Linked DNA regions of Mus musculus: region 1 is linked to region 2. The links are chromatin contacts, called in public HiChIP or PLAC-seq maps. All regions are on one chromosome and are shown on one strand. The core of a region is the stretch at or near the end of the contact, and the rest is flanking DNA. Distances in the headings are between cores, read along the strand shown. Region 1 has its middle 98 kb from the start of Gm39447. Region 2 overlaps Osbpl10 (oxysterol binding protein-like 10).

The links. HiChIP or PLAC-seq counts read pairs in DNA pulled down with a chosen protein or histone mark.
Region 1: an H3K27ac HiChIP or PLAC-seq map of embryonic stem cells shows a contact between it and region 2, with 4 times the contacts expected there. The contact joins two enhancer-like sites. A contact is called at or near these places in 3 of 115 datasets of contacts at active chromatin or transcription factors (all in embryonic stem cells).

Annotation. Positions count from the first base shown.
Region 1 is chr9:115,544,915-115,552,152 of GRCm38.p6, forward strand. No RefSeq gene overlaps it. Among named protein-coding and RNA genes, the nearest start is that of Gm39447, 98 kb to the left of the region's middle. Within about 2 kb of position 4,242, at least 69 of the 459 cell types and tissues checked have an H3K27ac peak or open chromatin away from gene starts, as enhancers often do. A contact at or near this core is called in embryonic stem cells, where this site is marked.
Region 2 is chr9:115,164,207-115,171,606 of GRCm38.p6, forward strand. It overlaps Osbpl10 (oxysterol binding protein-like 10), which reads left to right. Exons shown (of 12, transcript NM_148958.3): 5 at 2,876-3,086. Among named protein-coding and RNA genes, the nearest start is that of Gm4665, 18 kb to the right of the region's middle. Within about 2 kb of position 5,480, at least 13 of the 459 cell types and tissues checked have an H3K27ac peak or open chromatin away from gene starts, as enhancers often do. A contact at or near this core is called in embryonic stem cells, where this site is marked.

The DNA.
Region 1 (7,238 bases), core at 2,992-5,491, 380 kb after region 2:
CAGTTGTATCCATAACTTTTTTTTTTAAAGATTTATTTATATGAGTACACTGTAGCTGTCCTCAGACACACCAGAAAATGGCATCAGATCTCATTACAGATAATTGTGAGCCACCATGTGGTTGCTGGGAATTGAACTCAGGACCTCTGGAAGAGCAGTCAGTGCTCTTTGCCACTGAGCCATCTCTCCAGCCCCGTACCCATAACTCTTAAGAATAATTTGTTGAGAACTTAAGCAAAATCCTTATTTCTCCATTAAAAAGCAATCAAATCAAACCGATATTCTTTAGATTGAGCCTGATAGTCCCATAATTCCCTCATGGAAACCATGGCCTGGGCAAAAAGCATGAACATTTCAGGGTGGATTGCTTTTGTGTTTGCACAGAGATGATCACATTTGGTTCCTATTGCAAAATAGTGGGGGAAAAACTATCATGTAGATATTTAATGACATGGAAAAATGTTCTCAATGTAGTGCCAAGTGTTTAAAAACAGCAAGTTCATTTCCACGATTTTCAGCGTGATCTCTATTGCAACATTAAGTGGATACATCTCCGCAGAGAAAAATGTCTGGGAAGATGTATTCTAACATGCTAGCCAGGACTGTTCTTTGTTTGCTGCAGTAATGGTGCCTCTTAGTTCTCAAATCTGCTCATCTATGGTGTTTGAATATTTTTATAACAAACATGCGTTGCCTTCGTGGTGATGATGATGATGGATAAAAGTCAGCATTGGGCCGGGCGTGGTGGCGCACGCCTTTAATCCCAGCACTTGGAAGGCAGAGGCAGAGGCAGGCAGATTTCTGAGTTTGAGGCCAGCCTGGTCTACAAAGTGAGTGCCAGGACAGCCAGGGCTATACAGAGAAACCCTGTCTCAAAAAACCAAAAAAAACAAACAAACAAAAAAAAAAGTCAGCATTGGGACTGGAGGATAGTGACTTAAGAGTTTGGGAAATGAGGCAGGCCAGCAGGCAGGAAGGGGATTGTGCTGTGTGCGACCTCTGGGGGTCAGCCTTTGGAAGCTTAGTGCAGATTCCAGCTGTGGAGTAAGAAGACCTGGAGGGATTTGGGAAGGCCCTTGGGGCAGGTGAGTCCTAGTTTGAACAAAGCCCCTTTGATGCTTGGTTTGGGGGCTGGTTCAGGAATGCAAGGATTAGGGAGCGGCAGCATTCACTTCAATGAAGAAAAGACTCTAGCTGCTCCCAGCCCCCCTTCCCAACCCCACCTCCAGCAAAGAATCAGCAGATAGTTGGAGGGATGCCACCCACTTTGCTACATTGAACATAGAGCTCTTTCGAGGTTTCCTCATTCTCAGAGGTAGCTAGGAGGTCTTTTAGTGTATATAGTTCATCCGTGTGTATATGCTACATGCACGTATGCATGTTTGCATGTATGTGGTGTGTGTGTGTGTGTGTGTGTGTGTGTGCATGATTATAAGAGGGCGTAGAGACCAGAGGTAGACACTGCTGTTGGCTTCGATCACTCTGTATTTGCTCCATCAAGCAAGGTCTCTTGCTGAAGGAGCTGAGACTACACAAGTTTGCCAGCTTGCTCTCAGAATGCCTGGTTGGTCTCTACCTCTTGAGTGCTAGGGCTGCAGGCAGGCCACCGCAGCCATCACTTTTATGTGGCTGCTGGGGATATGAACTGTGGTCCTCTTTCCTACTTAGCAAGTGTGTTTACCCTTTGAGTTCCCTGCCCCAGCCTCGGTGGTGATTTTCATAGACTCTTCCTAAGGTTCAGCCTTTGTTCATGTCTACCAGGGTAGGAGGCAGGTATTGTGTGCCAGAATCAGGTATGGGGGGGGAGAGAGAGAGAGAGAGAGAGAGAGAGGGGGGGGGGCATTGAGATTAGCATATGAAAGAAGCCAGTAGTCAGAAGACCAGAAAGCCCTCCTGACCACCTCTATGTGAAGGGGACAGAGCTCAGGGGATCTCCAAGGGTGGGAGGAGGCTGGCACTGAGTCCCCTAAAGAGGCTCATCCCTCCAGGGGCTGTCAGTAGTGCTTCCAACCTTCTAACTCTCTTGTCTGTCTGTGTGTCTGTCTGGCCATCTGTCTGTCTGTCTTTGTAACTTCCTTCTTTCCTTCCTTTTTTTTGTTTTTGTTTTTCAAGACAGTTTCTTTTTGTAACCCTGGCTGTCCTGGAATGCATTCTTTAAACCAGGCCGGCTTCAAACTCAGAGATCCTCCTGCCTCTGCTTCCTGAGTGCTGGGATTAAAGCTGTGCATCCCCCCAACCCCACCCCCACCCCCCCACCCCGGCCCCAGCTCAACCTCGCTTTCTTAATAAACTATTTCTTCACTATCCCTCCATCCCCGGTCCTCTCTTTTGTTCCAAACACAAAAACTTGGGGCTCTCAACAGATGTCTTGCAGATCCTGAGTGGCCTCAGAAGTGACAGGAAGAGTCGGGCATCTCAGCTGAGGTGGACCAGGGCTCCGTCACAAGCAGGCAGTTCCTTCTGGGTTCTCCCCACTCTGGCCCCTACTTGTATTCACTGTGCCCGTATCCTACTCTAGCAGAGGACATGAAGGGATGGTTTGGGAGAAGATGAAAGGTCATTTTAGGATAAGCCTCCCTTAATCATTTTCATTAACAGCTGTAATGCAGGAGTGTGAGCTACAGACGGGTCATTGTTGAAATGAATGCTTGGCTGAGGGTTGCTTGTGGGATCTTAGAAAATCGAGTTAATTTCTCTGAGGCTAACCTTTCAGCATCTGCCAAACTGGGACGGCCCTCTGGTGCCTGGAGGTTGTTCAAAGGGTTAGAGTAAGAGCCTTGCTTCCTGGCATTCCTGAGTGGGGCTAGGTAGCCCTGTGTGTATAGTGGCCACTTAGAAGTGCTTGCCCTAAAACACACTGACGCCTCACGCAGGCCCCTGTGGTAACTAAATGCAGGCTGCATGCCTGGCTTCTCCGCCCTTCCTTTCTCTGGCAGTGACCTACTTACCTCTTACCTCCTTACATCCCAGAAGATCCCTACCAATCTGCTGTAATTATCCCAATCCTGCAGTCACCTTTGCGTCCAGGCATAGCAAACAGAACTTTTCCAGACAAGACAGTGCCACAGATAAGAGCAGTTATTCATGAGGGTAAGGTTGCACCCTGGAGCAGTGCCAACCCTGTCCCCTCAAGCAACAAGGACAGCTTTAGGCTACGTTGCAAAACTAGACCATGGGTAATTACCAACCAGAACACACAGTAGCCAGGACTGCTGAGTCATATCTGCCTTTTTCCCCTGTACTCCAGTTCTGTCTCTGTGGGAACTTACAGCTCACGTCAGTAACCCAAAGATGGATGAGGTCATGCATCGCTTCATCCTCTCAAAACATGCTGCTCAATTCTCTTTCTGTTTCCCACCAGCTCCTTGTCTTTTTAATTAGTGCATTGTGGCAGGTGGCTAGGCCACTCCTTTAAGATCGCTGGACTGCAAGGTCTCCTACAACTCTGGTTACCTAAAGCACTTACTGAAAGGAAGCTGAGATCGTACCTGAGAACAGGAGAGACCCCACATCCGCTGGTCCAACTGTGGGTCACAACTATTTACAATCTGACATTTGAGCTTAGCACTAGCAGGCTTGACTGTCCACTTGCATAGCATTTCCATTGTATTAGAAGTTATTAGTCACATGAAGACGAGTTGATACCGGGGAGGAGGGTTGGGCTGTGGGTAAGATGTGCATAGAGAGCCATTTTATGTAAGAAATTCGAGCATTCATGGATTTAGGAATCCTGTGGTGGGCGGAGCTGGGACCAATCCCCCCCGTGAGGATTGAGGGTGATTGTGCTATACGGGAGAAGAGTATTGAATGGGTATGTCTCCCTGGGGATCTCTCTGATCCATACCTATGGCAAGAGACAGGCTGGCTTCCTCTCGAAACGCGCTAAGAACTTCATAGGTCCACCTTGAAGAACCAGAATTGAGACAGTGAGCACTCAGACCACACGTGGACAGGGACAGCTGAATTGTTAATATCTTGTACTCTGTCCTGGTGACATCGGAGAGAGAACAAGCCTAAGCCAGGGAGAGGGGATGGGTGGACAATGTGCTGTCTGTGCACAATGGCTGCTGGAAGTCAGGGAGCTGAAGCCTGAGGGAGGAGGCAAAGAAGCAGGCTGAGCTGTGGGGAGACAGCCTTTGAGGAGCCCTTGGGCTTGCCTTTCAGCAAAGCCCATGCCATCTCACTGCTGGCAGGACAGGTTTCTCTTTCTCCTGACCCCGCCTCCTAGGAGCAGGAGGCAGCCTGGGGGTTGGCTAGAAGGGCTGAGGAGGCCCCAGCAAGGCGGGGGAGTTGGAGGAGGAGGGGTGGAGCTGGAGACTGAGGTGACCTCCCAGGCTGGAGTCATCATAACAGAGAGGAGCCTAGTTTATGGCTGGAAGGTACCTGCTTACATGTGACTATGGCCACAAACAGCGAAGAGGTCAACATCCTTCCCTCAGGGACAGACAGAGTTAGTCAATTCTATAGAGTAATTTAGAAGTGTAGGGGTGAGGGGAGAGTGAGGTGATTTTCTATCTGATCCTTAGTCAGGGTTCTCAGGAAGGACAGATAAAAAGATGCATGTCTATGTAAACATTGTTTGTCTATCATATATATTATATATATATATATATATATATCATATATATATTATATGTCTATCTGTCTATCATCTATCTACTGTCATCTATCATTTATCAATGATCTATTATCTAATCTGTCTTATATCAATTATCTGTCTATCATCTATCTATCTACCTACCTTAATCTATCTATCTATCTATCTATCTATCTATCTATCTATCTATCTATCTATCTATCTATCTGCATTTCCCCTTGGCTTTTGACCTCTTCACACTCTGTCACTTTTTTTCTCATCCTCTTCCATAGCTGAAACATTCAAACATGCATTTAAATCTTCACTCAGATTCTACAGGAGAGACCTAATTTTCAACCATGGCAGCCACTCTAGGACACAAACCCAGCACTGCCCTATGCCCTATCACTTCCTTTGGGTGGGGGTGGTTGGATGATCAACCTATGGGACTTGTCCTCTCTCTCTCTCTCTCTCTCTCTCTCTCTCTCTCTCTCTCTCTCTCTCTCTCTCTCTCTCTCTCTCCCTCCCTCCCTCTCCCTCTCCCTCTCCCTCTCCCTCTCCCTCTCCCCCTTCTCTCCCTCCCTCTCTCTCTCTCCATCCACCCATCCAAATGTCCATCTGCACATTTAGAGTTTAATGAATCAACTTGTATGATATGAAGGTTTGAAATGCAAATGTACTGGGTGGCCAGCAGCCTATAGCCTAGTGCTGTAGTTCAAATCCATTGTAAATCTGGGCAGAGTCTCTCGCTGCCAGAATGTCATCTTTGGCTCCATTCAGGCTTTCCTTAAGCCAAATGAGGCTAAGCTACATTGTGAGGGCAACCTGTTATACTCAGAATGAAAAAGTCTCACATAAAATGTACTCACAGCAATACCACTATATCTGTGAACCACATCCATCCAAGTTGGCACAGGGTTACCCATCACAGTCCCATGAGTCCTGCATTTATATTCACAGATACAAAATTCCATAGGCTATATTTCTAGAGTGAAAGTTTATGGAAAATTATAGGATGTAAAAAATATATTGCCAGATTATCTCTAGAAAGTAAAAAAATTTAAATTTTTGCCATACATAATCCATGAGTGCCTGATTCCGACATTCTCTGTACACACACCATGCACAGATCTCTCTGTAAACGTTGGTATTGATATTTTAGAAAGCAGAACAGGATTTGCTAATGCGATGGGCAGAAAATAGTCTCACTATTTCCAACTCAGACTATGACTATCTGCATTTCCAACTCAGACTATGCTAAAATGTAATATTTATTAGTATGTTCATTGACCGTTTACCTGCATTTCCCCTTGGCTTTTGACCTCTTCACACTCCCACTTTTTCTCTCATCCTCTTTCAGAGCAGAAACATTTAAGCACGCCTTTAAACTTTCACTCAAACTTTATAGGAGAGACCTAATTCTAAATCGTGGTGGCCGCTCTGGGACACAAGCCTGGCACTGCCCTATCGCTTCCACACGAACCTGCGTACAGTCCTCCTCTACATGCCTCGCTGTAAAGAACACTGCAAGTTATTGTTCACGTTGCCACGTCACACGTCAGGTCAGTATGCCATTACGTCATCACGTCACGTCACATACCAACACGTCAATCACGTCACCACCTCTGACAATTACAGTCTAGGAAAGAAAGGGTTATTTTGGCTCACAGTTTCTGAGGGAAGGCTGGCAGTAGGGGTGGGAAGGCGTGGCAAGGCGTGGCAAGGCGTGGCAGAATGCTCCCTGACAGAAGGAGCGGCAGTTGCTACTTCTCAGTCACAGCATCAGACAGGAAGCAGAGGTTACATGTGAACCAGGAGCAGATGTAACCTTCGAAGACTGCTTCCTGTTACCTCACTCCTGCCAACCAGGCCTTCCCTACTAAACTTTCCCACGGCCTCCCCAACTGCAGCAATAGCCAGTGACCAAGTGCTCAAAAGCATGCGCCTGGGGGAATATTTTCTGTTCAAACCATAATATCAAGTCGGACAGGGAGACCGGAAGTGCGGCAAAGAAAGACTCCAAGGACCAAAACCTCTCCAAGAAAAATAACAAATGGCCCATAGCTCTTCAGAATTAAAAAATAAAGGTTGTGTTGACTGGACTTACCTTATTGCTACATGGCACTGTCACTTTCCACATAAGGCCAGATCCCAGAAAGCCTGCAGTGACATTTTAGGGGTGTATTGCGGCAAGGCATGGGCAGATAGCCCAGCCTTGGACACCACTTTGGGGCTTCTCCTTTTACAGAAAGCTCTTGGCTCGTTATGTCAGCTAAACAAGCACGACCTGTCTCCCACAGGGAAGGAAGTGGGGATCTTGGTTACACAGGTTTCTAGGAGACACTTAGAGTTTGGAAACTCTTAGACAGAACATTGGTCTATGCGAGGACCAAAGCTTTCTGGAGCTTGCATATAGGAGGCTGGAGGGGACAAGTCACCTGCTTTTCTTTAGGACAGGCAGGGCAGTGTTCTGAAAAGCCATAGCATAACGTGGCCCTTATTGTCCTCATCCAGAATGTAGGGCAGCTTTTTAAATTACTGAGAAGGCACAGTCTCTTAGAACCCTTCCAGTCCAATGGAGATGACGGCACCCAAGATGGTTACTAGCCTTGTGAGAAACAGAATTCTCTACAGAGCTTAAGGCTGGAGGAAAATAACCTAC
Region 2 (7,400 bases), core at 4,230-6,729:
GCCAGAGTTGCAATTCTTCCCCCTTTTAGATGGTCCGTGTTTTCCTTGTCTGGCTTTGAATTTTTGATGTGGCTGAGGTTGACTGTCAGTTCCACCCTCCACCTCCTGAGTGCTGGGGTCTAGGTGTGTGGGGGCACATACACTCCGCTCACACGGTACTGGGATCGAACCCAGGGCTCTGTGTATACTAGGCCAGTTCTCTATCACCTCCACCATCTCCCCAGGACATCACCCTCATCCCTAGGTTACAATTTTAATTTAAATTGATTCAAGAAGCTGTCTGGAGGAGACACAGAAAGGAGCCAGCTGAGCCCTGCAGTGTCTCAGGTGCTATATGAGGGGTCAGATTGGCTGGTACAGCCTCTGTAAGCTGCAGAGGTCAAGCTGCACAACCAGGCTATGGGTGTGTACAGTAAAGTGAAGGCGGGGGAGTGGGTGGGGGGTAGGGGGTGGGGAGGGCATCGGTGGCGTCCAGATTGGATCTCTGTGGTGTTTTTATGACCGTGAATGATTAAAAACAACATCTCATGAAATTAAAATTTCATGTATGTGTAGAGAGAACATGCTCTGTGTGTGTGTGTGCGTATGTGTGCGTATGTGTGCATGTGTGTGTGCCTGTGTGTATGTCTGTGTGCATGTGTGTGGTGTGTGTGTGTGTGTGTGTGTGTGTCTATGTGTATGTGTGTGTCTGTGTGTGTGCCTGTGTATATGTCTGTGTGCATGTCTGTGTGCATGTCTGTGTGTGTGTGTCTGTGTGTGTGCCTGTGTGTATGTCTGTGTGCATGTATGTGGTGTGTGTGCCTGTGTGTGTGCCTGTGTGTATGTCTGTGTGCATGTGTGTGGTGTGTGTGTGTGTGTGTGGTGTGTGTGTGTGTGTGTGTGTGTGTGTGGTGTGTGTGTGTGTGTGTAGGTTGAAGGTCAACGTTGGGTATCTTCTTTAATCTCTCTCTAGTGTACTCTTTGAGACAGGGTCTCTCACTGAACCTCAGGTTTGCCAGTTAGCCTGGGCTGGCCGGCCAGCTTGCTCTAGGGATTGGTCGTCCTATGGTTGCAGGGACTCACTTCTTGATGTGGCTTCTAGGAATCAAACTCAAGTTCGCAACCTTACTCAGTAAGCATTGGACTGACTGGCTGAGCATCTCCCCCCAGTTCAGATGAGGGTTTTTTTTTTTTTTTTTTTTTTTTTTTTTGTTAAAGCACACTTCTACACAAATAATAGAAAATACCATTTGTTTTCAAAGCAAACATGGCGGGGAGCCCAGGCTTGGCATATTTACCACTTTACTTTTCTTTGTGACAAACTATCTGACAAGAAGACACATAAGGGAAGGGGGGTTCATTTTAGCTCATGGTGTGAGGCGTCCACGATGCCAGTGAAGACATGGGGACAGCTGTGTGGCAGTGGGGGCGATGACAGCCATTTGCTTACCGTTCAGAGAACCAGCAGCAGATTGGACTATGCACCCCATCCCCGCCCCAGGCCCACACCCTAATGATCTACTTCTTCCAACTTGGGCTCTCTGCCAGAAGGGTCCCTCAAATCCCGTAACAGCATCACCAGTTGGGGACCAAGTGTTCAACCTCAGGAGCCCATGGCAACATAACACCAGAGAGTGGTGGGTTCAGGTCCAGAGCTCTACACCGACTGCTGGACCCGTCATGCTGGTGACAGGAATCCTCCTGAATTGACAGGGACAGAGCAGGGAATGTCATTCTAAGCCAAGAATAGGTTTTGCGGGAAAGCCCAAAGAGCAATGGCCCAGTGTCTACAGCACAGATAATGGATGGCTCTGTGTTAGCAGCCCCATGACCTTGGGCTGCCGCTCTCACCCGATTCGAGGAATGACTAATTATCCTTTTGATGGGGTGCTTACCACTTTACATGCATTGTCCTGTTTAATGTGATGAGCTGTAAAACACAAGGGGCCCAAATGACACAAGATAACCGTTGAGTCCTCCGCTAGTCCTCCGCTAGCTCCCGGTGGAGTGCTCTCTACTTGATATGCCATTCAGAGACACAGTCAGGCTGCTGTTTGCCTTGTGATAAGCTGGCCAACTGAAGGCAGGCCATGAGGCAGTTTCCTGAAGTTTTGTTATGGGCTGAGTCTACTATTCCTAGCTGGCCTCTTCTTCCCCATGTCTTCCATGGTGACAGAAAGTTGTGCCCTCTGTGGTCGTTTTATGGAGTGGAATGGTGTGGCAGTGGCTTTACCATGACTTTTCTCACCTCAGCTCCCTTCCACGCTGCTTGGGGAGGGCAGTGCTTAGAAGTGACCAACTGGAGCTGGAAGAGAATCGAGAGACAACTCTTGCTCGGAGAGGGAGAGCCATCCATAGAAACAGAGTGTTGAGGGGGGTTACAAAGATTTGCGTTTTTAAAAAAGGCACCTCATAGTCTAGGCTGACTTTGAACTCACCACATAGCAGAGAATGAACTTGAACTTCTGACCCGCCCCCTGCCTCTACCTTCCTAGTGTTGGGATTTTAGGCATGGTGTGGCATGTTTTATATGAGGCTGTGGATTGAACACAGGGCTTTGTGTATGCCAGGCAAGGACTCTACCAACTGAACTCTCTCCCTAGTCCAGGGCTTCTGGTTTTAATGTAATGACTATTGACTTATTTCTTGAATTCCTGCAAAGTACTACCTGATGGCCCTGACATCCCTTTTAGCTCTGGTGGCATTCTAACGCCCTCTTCAGGTCAGTGTTTGGGACATAAATGGATGGACCCAGACACAGGCACTGCAAAGGCCAAGCATGCAAAGAGCTCCCTGTAGGCAGAGCCTGCTGCCTCTGTCCAGCTCCAAAGCTCCCTGCGGGTGTGGAGCCTCATGAAAGCAAGCCTCCCTTCATCTCCAGGTCCTTGTTTTCTAGATGATGAACCAGGTGGAAGGCCAGCAGAAGAACCTCGTGCATGCCATTGAGTCCCTGCCAGGCTCGGGCCCTCTCACTGCCTTGGACCAGGACCTGCTTCTCCTGAAGGCTACCTCTGCCGCCACCCTCAGCTGTCTTGGGGAGTGCCTCAGCCTGCTCCAGCAGAGTGTGCGCCAGGCGGCGCCACCCAGCCACAAGCCAGGCGCCTCAGGTGAGTGCTGGACTCCTGGCACCCCCCCTTCCCTGCAGCTGGTCCAGTTGTCCTCATCACACATGTGTAGTTACATGTGTGATTACATGTGTGCATCTCATCCCATGCGTTCTTCCTGTTTGCATGTGTGTGCCTCCATCCCATCCCACCCATTCATTCCTTCTTACTTTCCTGAGATAGGATGTTAACATGTAGTCCAGGGCAGCTTTGAACTCACTACGTAGCCTAGGCTAGCCTTGATCTGATGGTGATCCTCCTGCCTCAGCATTCTTAGTATGGTAGTTGTAGGTATGGACCACCATGCCCTACATTTTCTCTATCCACCCAGCTATCCTTCAGTCCAGCTAAGTTTCTGTCCCTCCTCCCCAGTGGTGTACCAATCCTATAAAAATGCACCCAGTGTGTATCCACAGGCTGTCAAGTGTCCTTGCAGATCTGGCAGCCTGGTCCTGATGTTTTATTCTGTCTGTAACTCCCATCCTCAGCACACCACCTTTCAGAGCTGTCACCGGGTACCCTCCACCCAGTGTTTCCATGGCATTCATCCTCCACGGTTTAGCAGCCACAATGGATGACAGACGCTACATGTGACCTCTCCTCTCTGTCCTATTCACTCCCTCTAAAGGATAGGTTTATGCAAGTCCCTCTAGGGACAGTGTCATGCAGGCCTCCCATGGGGCTGGTCATGCTGAAGAACATTCCAGAAACATTGCTAGTTCCTCTTCCAAAAGCCAGAGGCAGGAACATATGGCTCCAAGAGAATTCAGTTCTATCTGACGAGTAAGTAGTCAGCAGGCAGAAAGACATCACTGAAGGTTAAACTCAACACTAAAGACAAAAATAACTTGAGGGAAGATGGTTCAATATTCTGTCTCAAGACAAACCAAAACCCAAACCTCATAAATAAATGATTTCAGGCTTCAGAAAGGTTATAAGAATAGTATGGGGGCAGTGTCGCGACGGCCCAGGGTTAAGAGCACTTGGTAGAGCTAGGTTCCCAGCACCCACATCACGTGGCCCACAGCTGACTGTAATTCCAGCCCCAGGAATCTGACACTCCCCTCTGGCCTCCACAGATGCCTACACTCAAATGCATGTATCCACCATACTGCTCCCTCCTGTGCCATATACATACACTTAATTAAAAATAAATATTTTTTTAAAAAGTACAGTAGACTAGCTTGTCCAGACAGGGTGGCTGAGGACCTACCTGTGTCTGCCTTCTCAAACTCTTGAGCGTACCTGCTTTTTAATTTTAACACGGGTGGTAGAGGTCAGACTCAGCCCTCGAGGTTACACTAAGCACTTCATCCACTGAGCTGTCTCCCCGGCCCCCACCCATCCTTCATGACCATTTTGTCAGAAAACCCTGCCAGAAGCTGGAAGGCATCTTAGCTCACCACTGTGCCGTCACACGTGACTCGATTAGTGGGAGGGAGCCTGAAACTTGATAGGTGACTCGTCTCCTCCGCTCCCAACTCTCAAGACTTACACGTTCCTACCTATGGTTTCTAAAACAGTGAACACTAATTTTAAAGACAGACTTTCAGACATGGCCAAGGACCTTGAACTCCTGGTCTTCTTGCCTCTACCTCCCAACCATTGGGAATAGAAGCGCCATACTTTATTCAGTACTGGGAACCGAACCCAGGGCTTTGTGCCTGCTAGGCAAACACTCTACTGATATCTACCCCTGCCCCTTGTGATATCAGAGTAGTTCATGTCCTGAAAGGTTTCTGAGCGTCTTCTGGGAATCTGGTTGGCTGAGGCGCCATTATCTAAAGATGTCACACTCTGGTCCATCTTTTGTCCCAGGCATACGTACCTGCTCCCTCCTGTGCAACCTGACTCCCAGGACCGTCTCTGGGGGGGGTGGGGTGTGGGTGGGGCATCTCGAATGTTTTTTAGAGAGGTTTGCAAGGAAGAATAAAGTGATTGGGCTTTTCAGTCAAGGCTTGAAGCGTGCAGTTTTCTCTCCATTCCTCACCATCAGCTCAATGGGGACATGTGCCTGGTCAGGAGGGGCTGCGAGTCTGTCTTTCACCAGCCCTAGATCTACATAAAAAGTGAGCAGACACGGCCAGGAGCTTGGAGCTGGGACTGCACTTGGGTTCTCAGCATGGAGGGGAATTGAAACTTGAAGGGACTGGGGTTCAAAGGACTTTGTTCTCTTTCTTGTTGGTTACTTACTTCCAGGCTCACTGTTCAGGGAGTGGAGATCCAGCTCCCAGCAAGGGCTGTAACCGCTCAGTGTGCTTCTGAGTCAGAGCTGGATCTCCAGCCTGCTGGGCGCAAAGTGGGCTTGGGAAATGAGGTGCTAGGGCTAGCTCTGTCAGGACGGTGACTTGGGTGTGTCACATCCACCCCTACCAGCAGGAAAGATGTAACACCACATTGTCCTTCTACAAGCAGGTTTTATTCAGGAACACTTGGCATTGCAATGCAGGAATCCCTGGAACAACCCCGGGGCGCGCCTTAAATACCCTACTGACTCCTCCCAATCACCCCAGTCCCAAAACGGCAGTCCATTGGTTCACAGCAAGTGACAACACCTCAGGCGAGCTGACGAGGCATGGCGTCTGCGCAGTGCGGGCAGCTGGGATGTGGCTAAGTCTGAGGTAATGAGGAAGTCAGATGCAGGTCATAAGACCTGGCAGCCGTCCTGGGCGCCATCTTGGGGCGGAGGCCACACCCACTCCTCACATGGGTGGGCCTGAATAAGGACTGAAGCAAATCAGGTACCGGGAGAGCTGGGGTAGAAGGTCCATAGTCCCTCTCTCATGTTCTAGAACATTCTCCTCCTCTCCTAAGATTCCTGGAAAGTGCTGCTGATAGGCATGTCCCACTGGAAATGGTGACAGGTGATGCTCATGGCTATCCTGGGCTTTCCTGGTGCCCACTTCCCTTTCTCCTCCTCCTCCACTCAGTGCCTGCCTTTTCTGTCTGCTCCCTCCTTCTGGCAAAACTGCCCACTGCCAGTCACTTTTATTATATGGCTTTAAGACAATGAGAAATGAGATCATGCCCATCAGTAAGATAGGTAGGAAAAGCTACGAGCTAACCTCGAGGTGTGTTTCAGGTGGGTGAGCTTTCTAATCAGTCAAAACAAAGTTCTTGAGTGGCAATTTTTCCATAAAGAAGGCAGGTAGCCAGGGACCAGGAGATGGTTCTTTCAATACAGTGCTTATCATGTAAGTGTGAGGACCCAAGTTCAGTCCTCAAACTCGGGTTAAAAAGAAAGGTGGGAAAAGCCTTGCTGCCAGGCACCTCATGCATTTGTTATCCCAGCATTGGATGGAGGAGGTAGAGACGGGAAGGATCCAGGGCTGGCCAACCAGGCTAGTTCAGTCAGCAAGTTCCAGGCCAAATGAGAGATGCACTGTTTCAAAAACACAAGATGGCAGCACCTGAGGACTGGCACCCGGAAGTTTCCTGTGGCCTCTGCACACACGTGTGCACACCATTTCCAACGGTCTCTGCATGCACGGGTACCATTTCCATTCCTCTACACACATACAAGTTAGGAACACTGGCTTTCTGCCCCAGATACGCCTCACACTTTTATCCACTTTGAAGGCTACAGCCTGACTCTGAAACCCCGAGATGGTTTATTGAACCTGAGAGATGAGGTCACCAGGAACCAGCGGGAGAGGCTTCCTGGGGACATCACTGGTCAGAGGGCTGGTGACACTCAGCACATTGAGGCTCCCAGGAGACACCTGAGATCCCAGCACTTGGGAGACAGGAGGATTGTGAGTTTGAAACCAGCCTGGCTCAGAAAAGGGAAAAGAAAGAGAGAAAGAAGGATGCAGGCTGTTCTTTCACTGTTAACCTGGAGACCCTCACTCTGATATGTACCTGGTGGGTTTTGATCCACATTCCATATTGGTTGGTTTTTTTTGTTTTGTTTTGTTTTTATTTTTTTGCTACAAAAACTGTATTTCTCTTATCCTGCCTTTGAGATTTTGGAGAATGCATAAACCATAAAGGCAGTTTGTGTTGTATATGCTTTTGTTTTGTTTTTAACAAGCCTTCTTTTTTGTTTGTTTGGTTTTTTTGTTTGTTTGGTTTTCAAGACAGAGTTTCTCCATATAGTCCTGGCTGTCCTGGAACTCACTTTGTAGACCAGATTGGCCTCGAACTCAGAAATCCGTCTGCCTCTGCCTCCCGAGTGCTGGGATTAAAGGTGTGCGCCACCACCGCCCGGCATAAGCCTTCTTGAACCTATATTTTGTACTTATCCCAGCCAGGATAAGTTAGTGAGGAAGACAAGGCACGCTTGAGCTCCCTGCTCACTAGACACTATTTTGGGGA